Linked DNA regions of Mus musculus: all the other regions are linked to region 2. A link is a contact called in public Hi-C and HiChIP or PLAC-seq data. All regions are on one chromosome and are shown on one strand. Each heading gives the region's core, a stretch centred on a gene start, on an enhancer-like site or on the middle of the called end of the contact. The rest is flanking DNA. Distances are from core to core; before and after follow the strand shown.

Region 1 (3,175 bases), core at 174-2,673, 250 kb after region 2:
ACATGCCTATAACCCCAGTTCTCAAGAGACCTAGACAGGAGAATCATCAAGTTGAATAACTACCTGAGCTACATAGTAAGTCTAACTGCAACTTGGGTATAAAGTGAGATTCTGTTTCAAAAAGAAAATTAGTTAAAAATAAACAAATAAATGAAGAATAGTATTTCCTGAAGTAGTTCTTCTTTTCACATAAACGACATGGATAAAGCAGTGAAGTGTGAGTAGGAAAGAAACTAGACACAAAAGACCATGGGTTTTATGAGTCCACTGAACTGAAATCTTTGAAAATCATAATTATAGTAAGAGACAACACATCAGGTGATTGCCAAAGTTGAAAGAGAAGCAGTGAACTAAAAGCAACATGGAAAGAACTTTTTAGAGTGATAGAAATGTTCTATTTTAGGCCTGTAGTGTTTGTTACATCACCACAAATGTACACCATAAAAAGGCACAACCCATTAAAAGGGTTTTTTGGAATATTTATTGTATGTAAATTATAACTTGATAAGGCCTATTTTAAAATTCCATTTAAAAACTGACAACAGCTCTTTAGCCTAAGCATTAACCAAAGATTTTCAAAGAAATGAAAGTCAGTGGTTAGAGGTAACTTTCAACTCTCAAATAGGGCCAAAAGGATTCCTCAGTCTACTGAATCTGGCCATGTACGTAGACAGGTATAATTGCTGAGCAACTAGCCTAAAGTCCAGATCTCTAATAAACATATAGATTAAGTAAGGAGGTGATCACTCACATTATAAACTAAATTTTATAGCAGTTATTTAATAATAAAAATAATGCCTTTATCAAAAAAGAGTGGACAGGAAATATACAGTAAAAGTAGATCATGTAAACAAAAAATATAAAATTAAACAAAAAAAATCACTGTCCACATTTGAATTTTTATATAAGAGCTTTAATTTACCTAATTTATGGGTCTGTTTAGTCTAACAGTTTAAATGTAAGCCCTCGCCTTACTATATTAATTCTTTATGCTACCATACAAATTTACACAGAGCCATATTTTTATCTAAATATCAATATATCATTTATAGACACAAGAGTTCATTTCTATGTTAAATTCTGTAAAGTCTGTTGAATCTGAAGACATTATAGAAAAATACATTACTAACATGCATGCATGCAAAAATCTAACGTCATAATTATAAACTACAAAAAAAAAAGAATTAGAAGGAAATCCCTAAATAAGCAGACTCCTAACATACATGGTAAAGTTTCTTTCAGCCCTATCAGACAGCACTTCCCACTTGATTCAACAGCGCCAGAGGAAAGACCAACTCTCAGCACCCACTCACAGCTCAGCACTTAACTTACCCCTCTTCTGAACCCAACCTTCTTTCACAATGGTAACATCGCTCATGATGGCTCCCCTCTGAGCCCCCCAACTTGGAGAAATGGTGCTTTGCAGGTCAGTTTTAGGGTTTGGATTCGCTGCTGCTGCTGCTGCTGCTGCTGCTGCTGCTGCTGCTGCTGCTGCTGCTGCTGCTGCCGCCCTTCCCACTCTCTAGTGATGACTCAGCCTGGAAGGAAGTATTGAAGAAAGAATTTCTTTTTTTTTTTTCCATTCTTGAACTCACATAGCAATAACAAACAACTAAGTCTTTGTAAATGTCTTCAATTGGCCTGACCGCACATAAAGTCTAGCTTCTCAAACATGGGGGGATTAATAAATGGTTCTATGAATACACTGCTCTGGTCTTGTGGCAGATGTTAAATGATAGTGAAATATTTAACTTAAGAGACTGAAATTAAATGTCCTAACAAAATAACTGTCAGATCTACAAATATACAGAAAGCACATTTTGTACTGTGTATTTGGGATGAAGGGGAGAAAGAATGAAAGTTGAGTGGCCCACATCCCTTTAATTTCAAAAATCATTATAGTTTTAATTGCTTTATTTTATGTAAAATACAATGTTGCAAGAAACTAACATTCATATAATCTGCCTTGTTCTAAAAATATTTTAGGTAAATTACATTAAGTATACAACATTATTTCCTTGGGTAGATACAAAAAGTAGAACAAAGGAAATATAAAAGTAGAAAAGACATGCCAAAATTGTTCATCTGTCATTCTCTGATAATCTTTACAACTCTGTTAGGACACTCGGCCTTCATTTCACAGAACTGTGAGCCTGGGGCTCAAAGAGAATAACTAATTGCTAGATTTCAAGGTAGTAAGCTGTAGAGCCAAAATCTGAATTTGGAGTACCTCACTCCTAAATTGGCACTCTTCATTTCAAAACTCTACTTGTGAAAGTCAAAAATTTGGAATGAAATGTTTTAGGAAAACTGCTAATTCAAAACCATGATAGGTTTCAGTATTAATGTCTGTAATACAAAAAAGACGAGAGCTGCTGAGAAGAAAACAGTGTTTCCTAAGATATTAACCAGAAGTTTATCCCCTAGGTCTTTACATGATAACTTAGTAAAAGGTTTCTTCAAGGCATCCTTACATAGAGCAATAAGCTTAATGAACTGCACTATTATTGTCCCTACCAATCTAAGAGGGGAAATGTTGCCACAGAACTTTGTGAAAGTGCTTCCACATTTGCAAAAATATGGGCCAGATAACCAGTCTTAAGTGACACACAACATAAACTTTAAGTAAACAGAAAAAAAAAATAGGTACATAGACTAATTGTACTATTCTATGAAGTCGGACCTTCATAAATATGTATAGAATTAAATTCAAGGTTGAATTCCCAGATAGTACTTAACTAGATTACAATTCCTCTTCCAATACAAATTATGTGCAAATTCTACCCGTTCATCAATCAGTGACCAAAAATAGACATCCTCTATACAACCTGACAAAGGCTCCACAGAAGACCACCCTCTCATGGGCTCTGCACATATGTCATGCACAATACATAAAGACAGGGACAGGACTACTCAAAATCATAATTATGGGGATGTGTTGCTGCAGAATAAAGAAGGATACTGTAATCTGGGTCTCTTTCCCAAAATTATGATTGTTCGATAGAGTGTTGAACTAAAAGAAACTAGATAAAGTAAGTCCTTTGTTAAAGTTGTTTGGGAAATGTTTACAATTTTGTCCCCATGAAATATCTCTACTAACATTAAATATTCTAAAATAAGAGATAATTTACCAATAATTCCCACACTGAGTACTGACAGAGGAAGCAGTCATATT
Region 2 (3,185 bases), core at 138-2,637:
CATCTCCATGAGACTAGTCCAAAAGAGTGCTAGTAGTCAGCTGTGTTCATCATCATCATGGGAGGAAGAATTTACTTCTTGTTATCTAGTTTGGGTTATTATATTTTCTTTGAGTAGTATCACATCTACTTCATGAATTTCATGGTAAGACATATAGCTTTGATGTAATGTGCCTAAGCCATATTCCTTCACAGCATTAAACATCAGCTCACTAAAAACCACTGCTCTCTGTAACATGCAGCCCTAGGCCGCAAAGACATTTCTAAAGATAGAACCCTCAACCCTGTCCTCAAGGTGGCTCAGCCGGCTGTGGCTGTGTGGCTGTGTGGCTGTGTGTGCAGACACTGTGGCTGTGCGGCTATGCGCATGGATGCTGCGGCTGTGTGCATGGATGCTGCGGCTGTGTGCACGGATGCTGCTGACTTCCTGTCTCAGAGCTCTGCTTCTCAGGCCATTCCTCATGCTTTACATTTCAGTTACAAGAACTTTTTATTCCTGTTGTAGATTGTAAGTAATGGATTTACAGTTTGGTTCCCCTGTCTGCATACTGGTTCTAGCCAGTTGGTGTTACTGCTCTCTGGCCCACAGTATGGGCCCTATGAACAATGCTACCTGCATAAGCAGACCTAGCATCCCTTGTGAGACCTGTGTTGGGCCTTGGAGTTTGGCAACTTCCTACGTATAGATGTTTGCTAAAGACTTTTTTATTGATGTTGTTTCCTTCCCTCCCTCCAAACATGAGTCTCTTCCTCTGTCAAACTGAAATAAGGACCTGTCTCTCGTGGTCTCGGGCGAGGCAAGGGAAGACATGCTTCAGACAGCATGCACAGCACCCAAGGCGTGCCTCTCCCTTCCGGTGTTCTCCGGTGTTCTCCGTTGGCCTCAGCAGGATAGTCACTTCCTTCCTGCCTTTACCACATTCCCACAGACACGAGGAATTGCGTGTGGTTAGCCAACACAAGGTCCAAACCAAATTACACGGAGGTCAGACACTTAGTTTGCTCCTCTTGTGGCACTGAGACAGCCCCACCTGCTGAGTGCCAGGCACCCAGAAACAGAGGCGGTCACTGTGCCCCTCGCCTGCACTTATCAGTACTTTGTTCCTAAGGCTTTCATCATGGCCGTGAATCTGTCCTACGTATCTGTGCAGAAGAAATCTGCCAGTTTCCCTGGTGTCTCTGACCGTGGGCCTGATAGACTATTTTCTCCCCTCTCCCCCACCCTCAACTGTTCACGGTTACAGAGAGCCAGGTTTCAGTCATCAGACAGTTGAATAGACTGTCTCACTGGGGGCCAGATTCCAAGGAGACAGCCCATGGACTCACAGGCCAGGAGAGCCAGGATTGCAACAGTGTCAACAGTCTCTGCTCATCACACCAAAAAAGCCCCTTGTGGAGCTGCCTCATTAGCATACAGCCGCTATGCTAGCTAACAAAGCCAGCTCAGGGTCTGTTCCTCTCAGTGTGTCTGTCTTCCTTGACCGAAAAGAAACTACTCAAGCCAGGGAGGAGGCTCGTTGGTAGAAGACTGCATTGAAAGAATCCCACTAGGCCATTCAGAAGTGGTTTTAAAATAATCAATTTTTTGGGAGACAAGACTCTATGTTTTATTTTTCAAATTTTGTTTTAAAATCATCAATAGGTCAAAAAAAGAAAAAAAAAAAAAGAAAATCGCCATGCCCCACAGTTAAAAATGGTGGAGTCCCAAATAATTCCTGGTCATCCCCTTAAAAGCCTTGTTGTGTCAGAGTGAGTAAGAGGAGCCTCCAGCCAGGCAGGGGCACAGTGAGCCTCCTCTCAGGCTGCCTTCCTAGCCCTCTTTTGTTGGGGGATGGAGGGAAGGAGAAAGGCAGAAACAGATGTGCTGCTAGAAGATCTACAGGCTTCTGCCAACCATATGGCATCTTAAAGAAAGATGGTTGGAGCGTCTGGATTAGCAAAGAGTCGGAATGGGGAGCCATGTGTCGCGTTGGTACAGGCAGTTGTTTGAGCTCTCTCTAAATGGCTTCAGGAGATTGTGTAATGGAACAAATGGTCCTGAGAGCAGGGGAGCAGCCTTGCCGCTGCTGGAGAGGCAATTGGCCCTGGGGCGGCGGCTGCTTTCCTCCCTGCCCGCAGCATCAAGTATTCTTTTAATGTTCTTCGAACTCTGAGAATTGACTAGAACTTTTCAACTATTAATTACAAGGCTGGGTTCTCTGGGCTCTAGGCCCCTGTGAACTCTCCTCTCTGCCCCCAATTTGGTAATTAATTAGTCATGTTGCAGCCCTGCTCCCGTGTGCTGTTCCTCTGTCCTCCGCAGGGCTCCAGGCTCAGTCCTACAGTTCTCAGGGCCTTGACAAATGCCTTTTGCAGGAAGGCTGTCTAACTCCCAGGGGCCTGTGTGTCCATCCTGATCCCAGGAGATAGACAAATCTGTGGAGGCCATAGTGAGCACATGAGAGCATACCCTCCCACTGTTGTAGGTCTTCCAGTCTCTACCAGTGAAGTCACTGCACTGTTAGGCCATACCTGCCATTCCCTGGCTCATCTGAGAGCTCAGATGCTATTTTATAGTTCAGAATAAGCATAAACTGAGCGCTGAGACCTAGGGTACTGGCAGTACATGGCCATCGCAAGGCAAGCATTGTGCTCTGTTGCTGAGAAGAGGACTTTGTACATGCAGTAAAATCGCCAGTGGCTGGAAAAGTTAGTTCATAGCTAACTCTGAGGCTCAGATGTGACAAAAGTTGGCTTATAGAAGGTCGAATGGCTGAGAACAACCAAGGAAGCAGTGGGTTGACCTGAGAGAAGCATTCAGCAAATCTTCATTAACCTTTGAGAGCTCTGAGAGTGACTGGTGAGTCAGCTCCTGGCCTTTCTGAGCCCTGTGGGAACAGAGCATACCGAATATTGATGCCTTGCCTATCATGTCTGACCCCAGCTGGACGCCCTCCCCACACACAGAACCAAGGAAAGGGTAGAATTGACATAGTGAGCTGACCACTTGGATCAGCACATAAAGCTATTCACCGTGCAAGCCTGGTGCTCTGAGTTCGATACCCATCAAGGTAGAAGGAGAGAACCAACTCCATAAAGTTGTTTTCTGAATTTTCACATATATTACACACGCATGCATGCATGCATGCATGCAGACAGACAGACACACACACAGACACAGGTGCACACACATATCATACTCATATG
Region 3 (3,234 bases), core at 646-3,145, 160 kb after region 2:
CTGTATTAAGGTTTGTTACATGGCTCTGAAGAAATGAGCAAATAAGTGACTACTACAGCATGGACAGACAAGTTTGCTTTCCTCAAGCTTGCTTTAGTCAGCTGCTCATTAACATACTGACCTCTGGCAAATCACACTCTCAATTTAACAAAAACTCTATGTGAAAAATGTCAGTTGCTTGTCCCAAAGTTAGGAAGGGTCTCAGGACTGAGTGTGAAACTACAAATAATATGTGCATAATTCTACATTTCCTAATGAAATACAAAGGCAAAGGAGAGGTCCAGTGAAACGGGTGACTATGCTTTCTCAGCAAGCACAGATTAGAGTTGTTGGAGAAGAAACTGAAAATAAAATACATTTTCCCCCTAGAAAGACCAGACTTGACTTCTTTATGAGGAGTAGAAAATAACCCTTTCAGAAAAACATTATCATGGACCTAAAGCTATCAGGATGCCGGCCTTTCAACCACACTTCAGGCATTTTTACTTAACAAATATGCAACAAGACCTTACATGTTTAAAATGGCGAGAGTATACCAAAACTCAAAATAAGCAATCTTTCTTATTAATTCTTCTAGCAGTTTCTTTTTTAATTAAAAATTCCTACAGAGTTTTAAAGGGGAAATTTAAAAACTGAGGCTCTCTCTTTTAGTCATTTCATTCATACTGCTATTCAACTTTTACCAAAAACTGAAGTATTCTTAAAAAAAAAAAAAAAACTTGGAAAACCTCTATATAACATCACTGTATCATTCAATTATCTGAGATGAAAGGAAAACATTTGAATAAATACACTTACTTCTACATATGTACCTAAGAGGATTCTAGATATTCAAAAATCTAAGACCTAATGCCACAAAAGGCCAAGGGGGGAAAAAAAATCAACTCATTAATGCTTGATGAGGATTCCAGCCATTAAAAGACACAAAAACAAAGAGAAAGAATATTATTTTTAAAAATAAGGCCAATGTAACTCACACCTCCTCTCTCTCTGTCTCTCTGCCTCTCTCTCTCTCTCTCTCTCTCTCTCTCTCTCTCTCTCTTTCTTGCAGCACAGGGAACATCTGGGTTTAAAGTTTTATAGAATTACTCAAGAAAATAAATGTGATATTAAGTTAATTAAGTTACTCTAGTAGTAAACTATAGAATAAATCAACCCACTTTCAAATGATAGTTTTAAGTGCTGCCCAGTTAAATTGTCAGTGGAATCATTAAGAAGATGGTAACTGAACTAAAAGATTACTAATCAAAAGTTTTTGTTACCAGTTAGAAATTCACATCAAACATTAATGAACTGGGTTTTCTACTGTCTTTGTAGAAAAGTAAGAAAGTTTATATTGCCATTTAAGAAAGTTTTTTTTTAAAGCTTAGACGTGAACAAGAGAAGGAAGAGGAAGTATTACACTCCTAAACTAATTAACAAAATCAGAGGAGGGGGACATGCAGGAAAACAATGATAATTAGTATGTACCCTTGGTTAACCAAATGCACACATACATTCATTCTGTATATGCACAAACATCAGCAGCATCATAAACCGTCTCCAGCTCTAGCTATTATTCAGTTCGACATCTGCACATGTTTATGCGTCTCTCCAAACAACCTCTTGAACACCCTGCTGGAGCTGTCATTTTTTTCTTCTCCCTATCTGGCAGATGGCAAGTCAACAATCGGCATCAACAGCAGCCGAATATCTCCCCCTTTACCGCCCCCCCCCCAAAACAGACACAATAATAACTTCTTTGTGCTTCCCTACAATGCAGCTGCTTAAACCATTTCGTTACAAGGCTGCTTTGCCTTAATAAAAAAAAAAAATCCCTTCTGTCAAGTCTAAAAAGCAGCATAATGTTAAGCAAGCTAAAGCCACAGCACAGCTGCAAACGGGCAGACACATTGACAGCTCCTCCCTTAACAAAGCCCTGTGAATTGAAGGGGTTCATCTGAGGCTCACACAGTAATTAGTATAAAAAAAAAGTCCGACAGCCTCTATTATGCTAAGGAAAAAAAAAAACTGGACAGAACTGGGCTGCTGTTTTGCGTCAAGAGTTCTGTTGCAGAGTAGATAAATCATGTTGGGTTTTTTTCCTCTCTTTTTAAAGACAGTAATAAGGAGGATGAGAGAAGCTAATTTGAAAACTTGGACACAGTAATTGTACCATATGGTGAGCATTTATCCTTTCTGAAATGCACGCTAACAGTCACTTACATGCATACTGCTTTGTTTTACAGTTGTTATTCTCTCTACCATATTCATAAAATGGATTTGAATATCTGATACCAAGAGAAGTTTTGTGTAATTAGCAACAGAACTGCCTAGGTTTAATTTATTGGCCTAGCACAGCAATCTAGTAAAATGCAAAACAAAATTAAACAATGAGTCCACTTTGTAAAGTGTCTTTCTTAACTCTTAAAAAAAAAAAACTTAACAAATACAAGTTCATTGAAGTGTTTTTAAGTTGTTAGTAATTCAGAAAATTCCAACAAAATAAAGTATGATAGTGGATAAGATTTCTACAGCAACCTCAGAGATAAGGCCTCCATGAGAATGACCTTTTACTAATCTCATCTGTTTAATTTCATTAATGCACATAGAACTCTCACTCATACATATTAGTAAACCTAGAAGAAACACTTCCTTCTATGTGCCCTAGAACTGTTTTGTTTTGTTAGAAATTCTGCTATTACATAGTACTGTGCCAAGCACTGTTCTAGACTGACAAAATACAGTATAGAATAGTTTTCTCACTCACTCACTCACTCACTCACTCACTCACACACACACACACAAATACATATATAATTTATGCTTGATATGTATAAACTATAAAAATATAAATAAGCATATTTATGCTTAGATATAGATACACTCTAATATTTTTGTCCACTTCAAAATTCTTTAACATCTCACTGCTTAAAAAAAAAAGACTTTAACAGCATTAATAAACTGTTATCAAGCTCTAACATCCAACTTTTCTTTTGACAAAAAAAATAAAAACCTAGAAAATTATGTTCCATTAGTTTACTGGTTTAAACACTGGTAAATTTACTTTAATGGGATCAATGTTCCTCTTCAGATAGTGTGTTTACCTAACTACTATCATCTATGTTCTAAACACATACTATTCAACTAGAACTCATGGGAATCCTCAAAGTTTCTAGGGAAGTAAAAGCAGCCGTCTAAGCGACTACAATTTGCTGCAAGTATCCTTCTGATCAATGTGGGGGACATTTAAAG

What was found. Hi-C and Micro-C count contacts between places; a contact is called where the count stands out from the background. HiChIP or PLAC-seq counts read pairs in DNA pulled down with a chosen protein or histone mark.
Region 1: a Hi-C map of pre-B cells shows a contact between it and region 2, with 2.5 times the contacts expected there. The contact joins the promoter of Akt3 here to the enhancer-like site in region 2. A contact is called at or near these places in 10 of 484 Hi-C or Micro-C datasets (the C10 cell line, the N1E-115 cell line, cerebellum and 5 more), 10 of 115 datasets of contacts at active chromatin or transcription factors (astrocytes, bone marrow-derived macrophages, differentiating embryonic stem cells and 6 more) and 3 of 9 other capture datasets (adipose tissue, liver and pancreatic islet).
Region 3: a contact with region 2 is called in an H3K4me3 HiChIP or PLAC-seq map of embryonic forebrain, with 2.6 times the contacts expected there. The contact joins two enhancer-like sites. A contact is called at or near these places in 3 of 484 Hi-C or Micro-C datasets (the HPC-7 cell line, group 2 innate lymphoid cells and nephron progenitors), 3 of 115 datasets of contacts at active chromatin or transcription factors (bone marrow-derived macrophages, embryonic basal ganglia and embryonic forebrain) and 2 of 9 other capture datasets (adipose tissue and pancreatic islet).

The regions. Positions count from the first base shown.
Region 1 is chr1:177,247,344-177,250,518 of GRCm38.p6, forward strand. Akt3 (thymoma viral proto-oncogene 3) reads right to left here and starts at 1,424. Exons shown (of 13, transcript NM_011785.4): 1 at 1,333-1,424. The coding sequence starts at 1,378.
Region 2 is chr1:176,992,969-176,996,153 of GRCm38.p6, forward strand. The region is part of intron 16 of Sdccag8 (serologically defined colon cancer antigen 8); the gene reads left to right. Among named protein-coding and RNA genes, the nearest start is that of Gm15423, 54 kb to the left of the region's middle. Within about 2 kb of position 1,388, at least 147 of the 459 cell types and tissues checked have an H3K27ac peak or open chromatin away from gene starts, as enhancers often do. A contact at or near this core is called in the HPC-7 cell line, astrocytes, cerebellum and 8 more, where this site is marked.
Region 3 is chr1:177,148,821-177,152,054 of GRCm38.p6, forward strand. The region is part of intron 1 of Akt3 (thymoma viral proto-oncogene 3); the gene reads right to left. Among named protein-coding and RNA genes, the nearest start is that of Akt3, 98 kb to the right of the region's middle. Within about 2 kb of position 1,896, at least 80 of the 459 cell types and tissues checked have an H3K27ac peak or open chromatin away from gene starts, as enhancers often do. A contact at or near this core is called in the HPC-7 cell line and embryonic forebrain, where this site is marked.